Linked DNA regions of Macaca mulatta: region 2 is linked to region 1. The links are chromatin contacts, called in public Hi-C maps. All regions are on one chromosome and are shown on one strand. The core of a region is the stretch at or near the end of the contact, and the rest is flanking DNA. Distances in the headings are between cores, read along the strand shown. Region 1 holds the start of MAPKBP1 (mitogen-activated protein kinase binding protein 1). Region 2 holds the start of JMJD7 (jumonji domain containing 7).

Region 1 (5,604 bases), core at 2,467-4,966:
CTATATTTGACATCTTTAAATTATTCTTTTTTTTTTTTTAAGTACTTACTGCCTATTTTACACTGTCCTAAACGATGTGATGTAAAGGAAATAATGAACATGACCCCGATCCTTAGGAAATGAAGACATACATAAAACAACAATAAGATATTGGTTTCAAGGTCGGGGGCTAGTCACAGAAAGCCCTGTGGCTCTGATAAATACAGAATTGGACCTAAAAATAAGTGTAGAATTTGGTGTAAAGGAGAAGACTACTTTAGATAGAAACAATAGTATAATTCAAAGCAGGAGGCAATCTGAAGTAAGAGCTGCATAAAGGCTTTCTGACATTTCCTTCTTTGCCCCCCAAAAGGGGCGTGTGCCTTTTTGTCTTCAAATTTTATTTGAGAATTAGCTATCCATGAATCACAAATTTCCTTTTATCCTGATTACCCACAGCCACCACATATTAGAGCAACTCACAGAGCTTAATACGCCTGGTCCACAGAGCTTAATACACTAGAGTAATCACAAGGCAGGCTTTTAGAATAATCTTAGGTAGAGACCTTTTACTAAGGAGTGTGGGGAGTCTGGCATCTCTAGGGTCCTGGGCACACAAAGACAGCTACGCCTCTTGGGTGCTAAAGATATGCACCAGTCATTTTGCTGCCAGACCATTCAAGGGTCATTCAACTTCAGCTAAGTATTTCATACACAGCTTCAGGACAGACAAAGCCATCTAAAGCAGTCTGAAGCACTGAATTCCTATTTTAAACAGGGAATGGGTAAATGGTCTTGCCAGGGATGCCCCTTTTCCACTGTTTTCCTGGAGAGCTCTTCTCCACCTGCCTTAGGACTCACAGTTCAAGCATCCCTTCCTCTATGAAGCCTTTCCTTTTTTTTTTTTTTTGAGATAGAGTTTTGCTCTGTTATGCAGGCTAGAGTGTACTGGCGGGATCTCAGCTCACTGCAACCTCGGCCTCCTGGGTTCGAGCAATTCTCCTGCCTCAGCCTCCCAAGTAGCTGGGATTACAGGCGTGCACCACCACGCCTGGCTAATTTTTGTATTTTTAGTAGAGACCAGGTTTCACCATCTTGACCATGCTGGTCTCGAACTCCTGACATAGTGATCCACCCGCCTTGGCCCCCCAAAGTGCTGAGATTACAGGGGTGAGCCACCATGACCAGCCTGTGAAGCCTTTCCTAATTCCTCTAAACTGAGTTAGGTTGCCTCCCCTGTGCTTCCATTAACAACGTACACATACTTCTAGAGCAGCACTTAACCACACTGTGTTTTAATTGTTTACATGTCTGACTAGCCATAAGCTCTTTGATGGCAAGGGTAATGTTTTACCCATAACTGATTGCACACTTAATAGGCACTCAATAAACACTTGTTAAATGCATTAATAATGGGTGATATTGGAAGTCTTAAAGAATGGCAACATACTTTCTGGATTCCAGACCAAAATTACAGTAAGAATTAACAATGAAGGCTAAACTCTTATTATACATTTCTACTACATACACCATTCCTGGCCAGAAAAAGAGGCCAAAGATTTGAGAAGATTGTTCTAACAGTGCTGATCACTGCCAAGTTACCAGCCAAGAATAAGAGCACTTGCAGTATTAAGAATGAACAGAGTCATATCTAAAACAATTTCTACATTTCAGGCTTATTTGCCTGCCTCAGGAGAATAGAAACAATGATGAATAAGAGACCTTGGAAGGGTCACAATGTCCACCGATCACAAAACCTTGTAGCAAACTGTGATTCAACACAACTTCTGCTGAAATATACAGGAAAGTTGTTCACCTTCTTACCAAACCTACTCCAGGTTCTGCTAATGAATACAGGGCTGAACTAAGTCCTCCCAGAACCCTGCCAGTTGTACAGTGGCATTCTAAATCATTCCTCATGGGATTTACTCATCACTGAAGAGATACAGGCAAAGCAATACAATGCTGTGGTCTCAAATGCCTCTCCCAGTAACAACCTCGTACCTCACAAGGCTATTGTGTTTACAGGCTACTAATAAGACACAAAATCTGATCTGATCCTGTGGGAATAAAGCCCTGGTCTCAAGTGATTAAACAAATGTAGTCTACTTCTGGGTTCCCAAAGTTGTGGGGTTTATTTAGTTGAAGAAAGCATAAGGACCAAAACCCAGACAAGTGAAGGGATGGAAAGGAACTTTGCCTCTGAGGATCATCTGCAGCCTTGGCATATAGTGAATGAGATAAGCAATGCTCAAGGGCCATCCAGAACTTTTTGCTGACAGATATCTGGCTTCTTGCATGTTATCATTCCTAAGAAGCCAAGATGCTCCAGTTAGCCTCTTGAAGGGCCAAAAAAAATTTGTTTTGACCCTAGGCAAGAGCAATTACCAAGCCAGTAACTCTGACTAGGTGTTTTAGCTATTTCTTTCTGCCACTACAGTCTTACATAACCCCAGCTGTTACATTAACACCTGCAGCTACATTAGTCACACCTTAGCCCTTCACAAGGTATGTGTTCCTACTGTCCTTTCCCAAGAAGGGAAACTGAGTCATAGCATATCAACTGGCTTCCCAAGCACATGCTTAGTGTATAGTGAGGCCTCAATTGAACCCAGGTGGCCTTCCTACTATTCACCTCTTCTTATGGATGAATCTCAGCATGCCCACCCCTGCTGCTTTTTCCTTCAACCTAAATTGCCTGCACAGATCACATGTGATCCTTCAGAGTAAACAAGAGCTTCTAGTTATCTTTACCAAGAAACAGGAAGGTTAACGAGGAACATGGAGCAGGAGAGGGTGGGTTTGGAAAGAGGTGGCTCCCAACAGGACTCACCTTGGAGCTGAGGTCCTCTCGTCGGTTTCCTGCCTTATTTCTGCGCAGTTTGATGGATGGAGATCTCAACAGATTCTTGATCCGGCTGGTAATGGTTGACCCTTCCACAGCCATTATGACGAGAAACCCCTTGGGACAGTCCCCGGCACAGTCCTGGGTCTTGTCTCAACAGCGGCACTGTCTTCCCACTCCACAGGGCTTCCCAATATGCCCTCTCACTGACCTGAGACGGCAGAAGCCAAGTATAACAGTGTCTTACCTTCTGCCTAGCGAAGTCTGCAGTTTTTACCTCTGGGTATTGCTCTCACCATTTTCCTCACCCCCACCTTCTAGCCCTGCACAGTTTCTTGCAACGTCGGAAGGAAAGGCTCACGAAAAAGGGGGGAAATCCTAAGCCACTAAGAAATGCCAGGCCCACGCCCGCCAGAGGCGTTTAACTGGCGAGATGGATGGGATGGGCCCTAGTTGGTCTCGTGGACGATCTGGTTCCCGTTAATGCCCAACTGCTCCCATGGCAACTGTAGAGTCCAACGGAGGAGGCCGCCGAGACCACCAGGGATTTCCGCAGGCCTGGACACCTGCGCTAGCGCCGGTGGGGACTCGGCGCGGCGGGGCTCGCCGCAGCCCACAACTCGTTCTGCCGCGGGAGCCTCCCTCCCCCACTCCCTATCCTCCAGAGCTCGCTCTCCACCCTCCACAGCGGCTTTGGACCTTTATCTTTCACCCGCCTCTGAGGCCCCTGCTACTCGTCAGCGCCCCCGTTCGGGCCAGCCTCACCACCCTCGGCGAGCGAGGGCCACCCCGCTCACAGCGCCCTCGGGCATCGCGTTCGGCAATTTCAGCTCCGCCGCTGTAGCGGCAGTGGTAGAGGCAGCAGCAGGAGCTATGGTGGCACGATCGGCTCAAAACGCGAACTACCGCCTGGGCCAAGCTGCGCGCCAGGTGGGCGGAGCCGATGCGAGGGGCGCGGCCTGTAGTCAGGAGAGCGCTTCCAGAGTGGACGAGCAAGATTTACGGGGGCGGAGCCAACGAAAGGGCCCAGGAAGCAGACGGCTTGGGACTAGAGAACCACGGAATCCGCACAATTGCGGGTACCGCTTTTAGAGGAAGGTCAACAGAACATGGCTTCAGAATTCAGAGAACCAAGCCTTTTATGGTATTATCAGGCCTGGTCCCCCATGTAACTGCACTTCCCAGAGCCCCAAGACGATAACCACGCCTCCAGAGTGTTAAGGTTGCCATTTGATAGGCCCGAGGGACCGTAGCTGAAACTCGTAGCTCAGAATTACAAGACTGAGCTACAGCCTAAGAGCTCTGCTGCCAGCGACCACAAGTGTTGAGATTTAAAGCGCCTGAAGTAGTTTCTGCTCGCAGCCAGTCCGGCACGTAGACTCAACGTGGAAAGGATTATTCTGAATAACGCAATTTAATAGCTAAGAATTTAATAGTGTTTTTGCACTGGGCAACCTGATTGGTCATTATGAAAGGGGAAAGGGTGGCCTCGAACAGAGCTTTGGGCGTGCAGGGGCAAGAGAAGACAAGTGAATGTGCTATGTTAATAATACTGCAGGTTTCATGGTTTCTTTAGCCTCCGACGTCCCATTGTGCTTCCTCAGCTAAAGCTGACCAGCAGCACTTCGTTGCTCCAGATCTTTCCTCGTTCCATTTACTTGTGAATCCTTTTCTCTAGGGCTGTTCCTTGCTGAGGTCACTGTCGAGCTTGCTGATACTAGATCGAGGGGTAGTTTTTCTAACTCATGTCGTTGGAGGCAGAGGGAATACACGGAAATGTTACATGAAATATGTATTTCCTCTGTATTCTCCACTTACTACCATAAGAAATTATGAAAAAGCCTAACCCAGAGACTTGGGCCCCAAGGGAATAGTACACTGGTGTGTCCGTCTCACCCTATCCAGATCTTTTGAATCCCTGTGGAGATGACATGTGTCTGCAAGAGGGAAGAACCTCTAAGAAATTATTATACCTTATGAAAAAGCCTAAGCCAAAGACAAGGGACCCAAGGGAATACTACACTGGTCTGTCTGTCTCACCCTACCCAGATCTTTTGCAGCCCTGTGGAGAAGACATGTGATAAAGAGGGAAGAACCCCTAAACTCATTGCTTGTGTACAATGGTGAGCCTTGTACAGCCAAGTGGCAAAGCACATATGTGCTTGTGTATACTGTAGCCACATACTAAAAATGAGATTTGTAAAGCCCACAAGTTGACATGGAGATGATGGATGTCATCTCCTGGAAGGCCAACTGGCAATAACATGTGCCCTTCTTCCCTTCAACCATGCAACTGCAAATATTATGAAACATAAAATACGATTTTCACATTTATTTCCCAAGTCTGGAGGAAGGCAAGAACCATTAGCTACAATATGCAAGAGATAGTTGGTTCCCTCAACCTCTTGCTAGTTACATGATGCAACCTCTCCATGGGAGTAAAAGCTAATAAATGGTGCCACCTGGTGTCTTTACTTGCATGCTGCAGACCACAGCAGCTGCCATCTCCACGCATTAAACTAGAGTAAAAATGTGCCCAAAGAGCCATCCCTAATCCTCTCCAGATCATTCTGGTGTCCACTAACGGTTTTCTCACCTAATCACTCATGGCCAGGTAAATGGTTTACGAAGTATCATTGGTCATTTCTTTCATGAAAAACAACTGAAAGCAGTGTAATGAGGATTTCTTAAGTCTGAAACCTGGGTACTTTCTGTCTTAGGCCAAAGCCACACTTTTTTTTTTTTTTTTTTTAAACAGAGCCTCACTCTGTCGCCAGGCT
Region 2 (5,831 bases), core at 3,134-5,633, 54 kb before region 1:
CACCTGCCAAGGGCGAGTGGGGCGGCGAGGTGTGTGTGAGCCAATGAGTGTGGAGTCTGGCCACTGTGCACAGCCAGGTATGTGGGCTGCGGTGGGGCAGGCAGCTCCAGGTGCCAACATGGGCGCTGGTTTCCTGCAAGGCTGCAGTTAGACCAAGTATACCATAAGTAGCTTCCACAGCTGACACTAGGAAACATGGTGGTGCTTGGAAGCTTGGAGATACCAGGAACTGCAGAGCCCTAAAGAGGATGTCAGAACCCCAGCTTGGGGAGCTCCTGGGTCTGGGCTCCCCAAAGGGCTGCAGCTCTTCTTTCCTTCTTGTCTTCCACCATGTGGCGAGCAAGACGCATGGTTCAGCCCTCTTCATGTTACAGCTCTTTTAGCCCCACCATTCAGCACGTCCCCAGTTCTTGTCCTGCATCCAGGAAGAATGAAGTACATACAGACAAGTAGAGGGTTAACAAGACAAAGAGGAGCTTTACTGAGTCATGGAACAGCTCAGAGGAGACCCACAGTGGGCAGCTCCTCTCCGCAGCCAGGGTATCCCCATGAGTGTTCAGCTCTCAGCAGAGAGGATGGCTCCTCTGCAGGACTTCGCTTTGCTACATTCGTGCTCTAGGTCGAGCCAGAAGGCCTTGGTCTCCATTTGGTGGTTACTACATCCTGCTCCAAATGGTCCCGGCACTGATGTTCACCTCTGAGCTTATGCTGCGTCTCTCGTGGCCACACCATGCCAGTCACCTTTACTTTGCAATCAGTTGGAAAGTGAACGTTCTTAGATCAAAAATTGTAACTGAGTGAGAAGACCCCACTGGGCCCAGGAGTACTGGAAAAGAAAGAGCTGGCTGGCCTGCTTGCTTCCCTGGCTAGAGTGGCTCCTGTCTGTGGGCAGGTTGCCGAGTCTCTCCAGCTCTCAGCAGAGAGGGCAGCTCCTTCCTGCAGCTGGTCGTCCCATTGTCTCTTCTGGTCTGGCTGAGTCAGGGGCTTTTTATGGCCCTCAGAGGGGAGGAAGTACATGCCTATTGGTCCATGGGCAGCCATGGGTGGGCCAGAAAAAGCATCAAAATTTCCCATTCCAATCCATGGGACCCGCAGCCCAGCCCCCAGGCTTCAGGCCTTCCCTGGCTTGAAGGTCAGGCTTCACCCGGGACCCATCTGCCTCTTGCCACCATTCATGGCACCCAGGCTGTTTGTGCCAAGGGGTGCCTGCAGGCCAGCACTGAGCTGCCCTCAGCCCCTCTTGGCTTCCCTCCCATGCTCGTTGGCACCCAAAGGCCGGAGGGGGCCAAGGTGGCAGGGGGCTGGTGTGTCAGCACTGCCCAGAGCATTCACACACCCAGCCAAGCCGCAGCAGCACCCAGGTTCAGCCTCAACTTTGCTCCATGATCAGATCAGGCGCTGACAGTGGGGAAAGCCAGACAGCAGGATCAGGCACTTCCGAGCCTGTGGCAGCAGAAAGGGGCCTTCCTGGGCCCCCGAGAGTGCAGAGGTGCCTGGCCCCACAGCTGCAGCTGCAGCCAGGAGGGTGGGGCTTCTGCCTGCTCCTGGCTCCCAAGAGCACAGGGTACCTGAGTTGCAGCCCTGGCTTGGGTGCTTGCAATTGTGCCTAGGGAGCTCCCACTCCACCACTTGGAAGGGGTGGGGCTCCCACTTGTCTCCAGTTCCTGCCAGCTCTGTGGAGCATGCGGCCCAGCTGCACCTCCTCTTTGCATTTTCCCCACAGTGGCAGCGGGCAAGGTGCAGATGGCACGGCAGCCCCGACCACCCCACACAAATAAGCCTGATGGTCCTGGGGCTGGCCCTACAAGTCCCGGCTGCACCTTTGGCAGGGTGCTCGTGGGCTTCTGGGATATGGCGGGGAGCGAGGTTGAGGCTGCAGCAGAGGGTCTGGGCTTAAGAGCAGGTCCCGCCCAGCTGTGTGAGGGTGGGGGTGGTGCAGTCGGCTGCCTCAGGGATGCAGGGAACAGGGGACTCACTACTACCACTGCCACTCCCAGAGCCGCTTCTGCTGCCCGACTCGTGCCTCCCCACTGCAGCCAGCATGATGACAGCATCCACTCGACTGCCGCCACTGTCATCAGAACTACCAGACTCAAGCAATCCTCTTGCCTCAGCCTCCTGAACAGGTGGGACTACAGGCACATGCCACCACACATGATGGTGTCTCACTATGTTGCCCAGGCTGGTCTTGAACTCCTGGCCTCAAGAGATCCTCTCACTAAGGAAGGAGACCACTACTATTCTGCTGCCTTCCTACCCCCACCTTGCCTAGTTCACAAGACAGGAGAAAAGAGAGAAAGAAACAAAAGTAAGATAAATAGCCAGACAACCTTGGCACCACCACCCGGCCCTAGGAGTTAAACAAAGTAATAATAACATCAACCCCTGGCCTAAACTACTTGTGTTATCTGTAAATTCCAGACACTGTATGAAAAAAGCATTGTAAAACTTTCTGTTCTGTTAGCTGATGCATGTCGGCCCCAGTCACGTTTCCCACGCTTGCTCAGTTTATCACGACCCTTTCACGTGGACCCCTTAAAGTTGTAAGCCTTTAAAAAGGCCAAGTATTTCTTTTTCAAGGAGCTCGGTTCTTAAGACATGAGTCTGCCGATGCTCCCGGCCGAATAAAAAACCTCTTTCTTTAATCCGGTGTCTGAGGAGTTTTGTCTGCGGCTCATCCTGCTACATCACTTTGGCCTCCTGAAGTGCTAAGATTACAGGCGTGAGTACTGAACACAGCCTGGGATTCTGGAAATACGTGGAAACTGCCATTTTTTCACCCTTTGGACTTCTGCAATTAGGGATTTGTTTTACTTGCTCACCATTTTTAGAGAATGGCTGCTTTTCTCTCCTGGGGCTTCAAAGTGAGAAAATTTCAAAAGGGATCCAAACAATTCCTTTGACCCCATAACTCTACTAAGAATTTAACTAACAAGGCTGGGAGCAGCAGCTTATGCGTTCCACGGTGTTCCGAAACTTTGGAATTCCGAGGTGGAAGGATTGCTTGAGCCTAGGAATTTGAGACCACCTGGTCTCTACTAAAATTCAAAAAAATTAGCCAGGCATGGTGGTGCATGCCTATAGCCTCAGCTACTCCCAGGCGCTGAAGCAGGAGGATCTCTTGAACCTGGGAGGTCGAGGTGCAGCGAGCTATGATTGTGCCACTGCACTCCAGCTTGGCTGACAGAGTAAGACCCTGTCTCAAAAAATATATATATAAAGAATTTAACCAATAAAAATACTCACACAAAGACCCTGCTCCTGCAGACTGGCTTCTTCACTGTTTCCTGAACACATCGGGCACACTCCCACCAAGGGCTTTGCCTGCACTTGCCTTCTAACCTACTTCTACTCTACAACTTACTCATTCAGTACACCTGTGATTAACTGTCCACCTTCTCACTTAGAATGTAACAGGGCACAGAATGTAAAGGAGAGAGATTTGTTTTGTTCAGTGATGTATCTCAAACACAGTGAACAGAACCTGGCACACAGAGATGCTGAATAAGTATTCGTTAAATCAATACTCAAAGCATTCGTTGCAGCATTATTGAAAACAACAGATTGGACATGACCTAAATGAGTAAGTGAAAAAGACTGAGGTAGAGGAATGTGAAATGATCTCCAAGATACACGGTGCAGAAGAGTATGTTTAGCAGGCTACTATTTGTACAAAAAAAGTGTAAAAAGTCATGTGTGCACGGATATAAACAATCTTTCTGGAAGAATGCAAACTGGGGCTGGGAGGGAACCTTGCTTCATTTACATTGCATACCATTATATATTACATACCCATCACATATACATGTGCCTGTGTTGCTGTTCAGTGGGAAGAAATCATTTAAAAATAGAAAAAAGGAGAGAAGAGAGGAAGAAAGAAAAGGAATAAAAACTCAGCAGGGGAAGAGCCAGGGACCATTTGGTCAGCCTGCAGTCCTCCCAAAGTGGGAGAGGGGAGTTGGGGCCGGAGGTGGGGCACGTGGGGGAGAAATCCGGCCACCACCTGTGTGCCTTTGATGCGCTTTCAACAAGGGTACCAGCAAATTCCTCAAGACTGTGGGAAACACAGGGCTTCGTCACGACCACGGTCAAGACGGCACCGGGCCTCGGGAATGACATGAACAGTCACCCAGGAAGCCGCGGGAGTGCGCGAACACTCGGGGAGGGAAGCGGGTTGTAACAGAAGAGCAACCCGAGCGGGGCCTTAGGCCAGTCGCACACGCGAGGTTCCGAGCCCCCGGTGTCAGCGGCATCCCAGGGCCCCTCCCATGTTCGGAGATCGCCGCAGCCTCTGGCAGAGCCCACTCACCCCTTGCAGCGGCCGGGAATTCTCGTAACTCCCTCCTCACGGCGTCCAAAGCCGCCTCCGCCATGGCTGCGTCTGAGCTGGCCGAGACCCCGCCTCAACCCGACGTCCCGCCGCAGGCCACACCCCCCAGACCCTCGCCCCGCCCTTCCCGAGGCCCCCGCCGCAGGCCACACCCCCAGCACCCCGCCCCGTCCTGCCCTGGTAGCACAGCCGGTTCCGCCACCGAAGCGGTGGAGCGAGCAGCGGCGCCTGCTTCCGCCTGCCCCACCCACTGGCCGGCATCCCAGGATTAACAAACAATTGTGTTTATTGACAAGTTCATACATCAGTACAAACGGGCACGTTAAAAACAGCCCCCCGCCCCGTGCAGCCGAACAGGCGGCGGGAAGCGCCGCGACCTGCACAAAGTAGAAAAGTTATAAATAAGGGGCTTTCAAAACTGGGCGGGGGCGAATCTGGAGTTGGGCGGCGGTTGCCGGTGGCCTCAGACATGCAGAAGGGGACGGGGCGCCGGCCAGGCCACGACGCCCCTCACCCACATGGGGCAGAGGGCAGGAAAAGGGCGGCCACGTTCTCACAAACATCAGGCGGAGGGAAGCTCCCTCCTCGTGAAGGACCTGGCCCAGAGGGCGAACCTGAGTCCCACCTGCGGTGGGCACGGCTGGTGTGGGAGGTCGGCGCGCAGCGGGAGTTCCGGGGCCATGCGGGTGGCGGTGCTAGAGGAATGGGGAATGGCCAGGTTTGGAGCAGCTCAAGCGCACTCAGGCTGATGTCTCGGAGCTGGGCACCCTTCGGAACCCATTTCTTTTTTTTTTTTTGAGATGGCGTCTCTCTTTGTCACCCAGGCTGGAGTGCAATGGCGCGATCTCGGCTCACTGCAACCTCCACCTCCAGGATTCAAGTGATTCTCCTGCCTCAGCCACCCAAGTAGCTGGGATTACAGGCGCATGCCACCAGGCCCAGCTAAGTTCTGCATTTTTAGTAGAGACAGGGTTTCACCATGTTGGCCAGGCTGTCTCTATCACCTGACCTCGTGATCTGCCGGCCTTGGCCTCCGAAAGTGCTGGGATTACAGGCCTGGGCCATCACACCTGGTCCAGAACCCATTTCTTTATAAGCTTCTGCCTACCGCACAGCAGCGCGGGTGAAGGGGCTCTTGTGGCCTGAAGCTGTGGTAAAGCTGCTCTGACTTACCTGGAGCAGAGGGGAGCAGCAAGGCCCACAGACACCTTTCCTCAACTCTTTAACAGCCTCACAACTTGGTCCCACTCTACCTCCTATGCTCCCCTATCTCCTTCCCCTCACACCTAATTACTGCCCTTTTACATTGTAACCTATCCCCTCACCTCTGCCACTTATCTGTCCCATCTACCACTTTTCTAGTGTCTCCTTTGGCCCTGGCACCTCCCTCCTCTCACAGCATCCAGCACACCCGTGGGTGCCCAGCACTGCCTTTGAGGAGGTTCCTTCTACCTAAACCAGGTGTCCTATGGGCCATCTCTTATCAGCCAGACTGTGGACA

The links. Hi-C and Micro-C count contacts between places; a contact is called where the count stands out from the background.
Region 2: a contact with region 1 is called in a Hi-C map of fetal cortex germinal zone, with 1.9 times the contacts expected there. The contact joins the promoter of JMJD7 here to the promoter of MAPKBP1 in region 1. A contact is called at or near these places in 6 of 14 Hi-C or Micro-C datasets (CD4 T cells, blood, fetal cortex germinal zone and 3 more).

Annotation. Positions count from the first base shown.
Region 1 is chr7:19,161,425-19,167,028 of T2T-MMU8v2.0, reverse strand. It overlaps MAPKBP1 (mitogen-activated protein kinase binding protein 1), which reads right to left and starts at 3,716. Exons shown (of 30, transcript XM_077939151.1): 1 at 3,590-3,716; 2 at 2,813-3,035.
Region 2 is chr7:19,215,521-19,221,351 of T2T-MMU8v2.0, reverse strand. It overlaps JMJD7 (jumonji domain containing 7), which reads right to left and starts at 4,383. Exons shown (of 9, transcript XR_013395522.1): 1 at 4,310-4,383. MAPKBP1 (mitogen-activated protein kinase binding protein 1) reads right to left here. Exons shown (of 30, transcript XM_077939151.1): 30 at 5,111-5,831.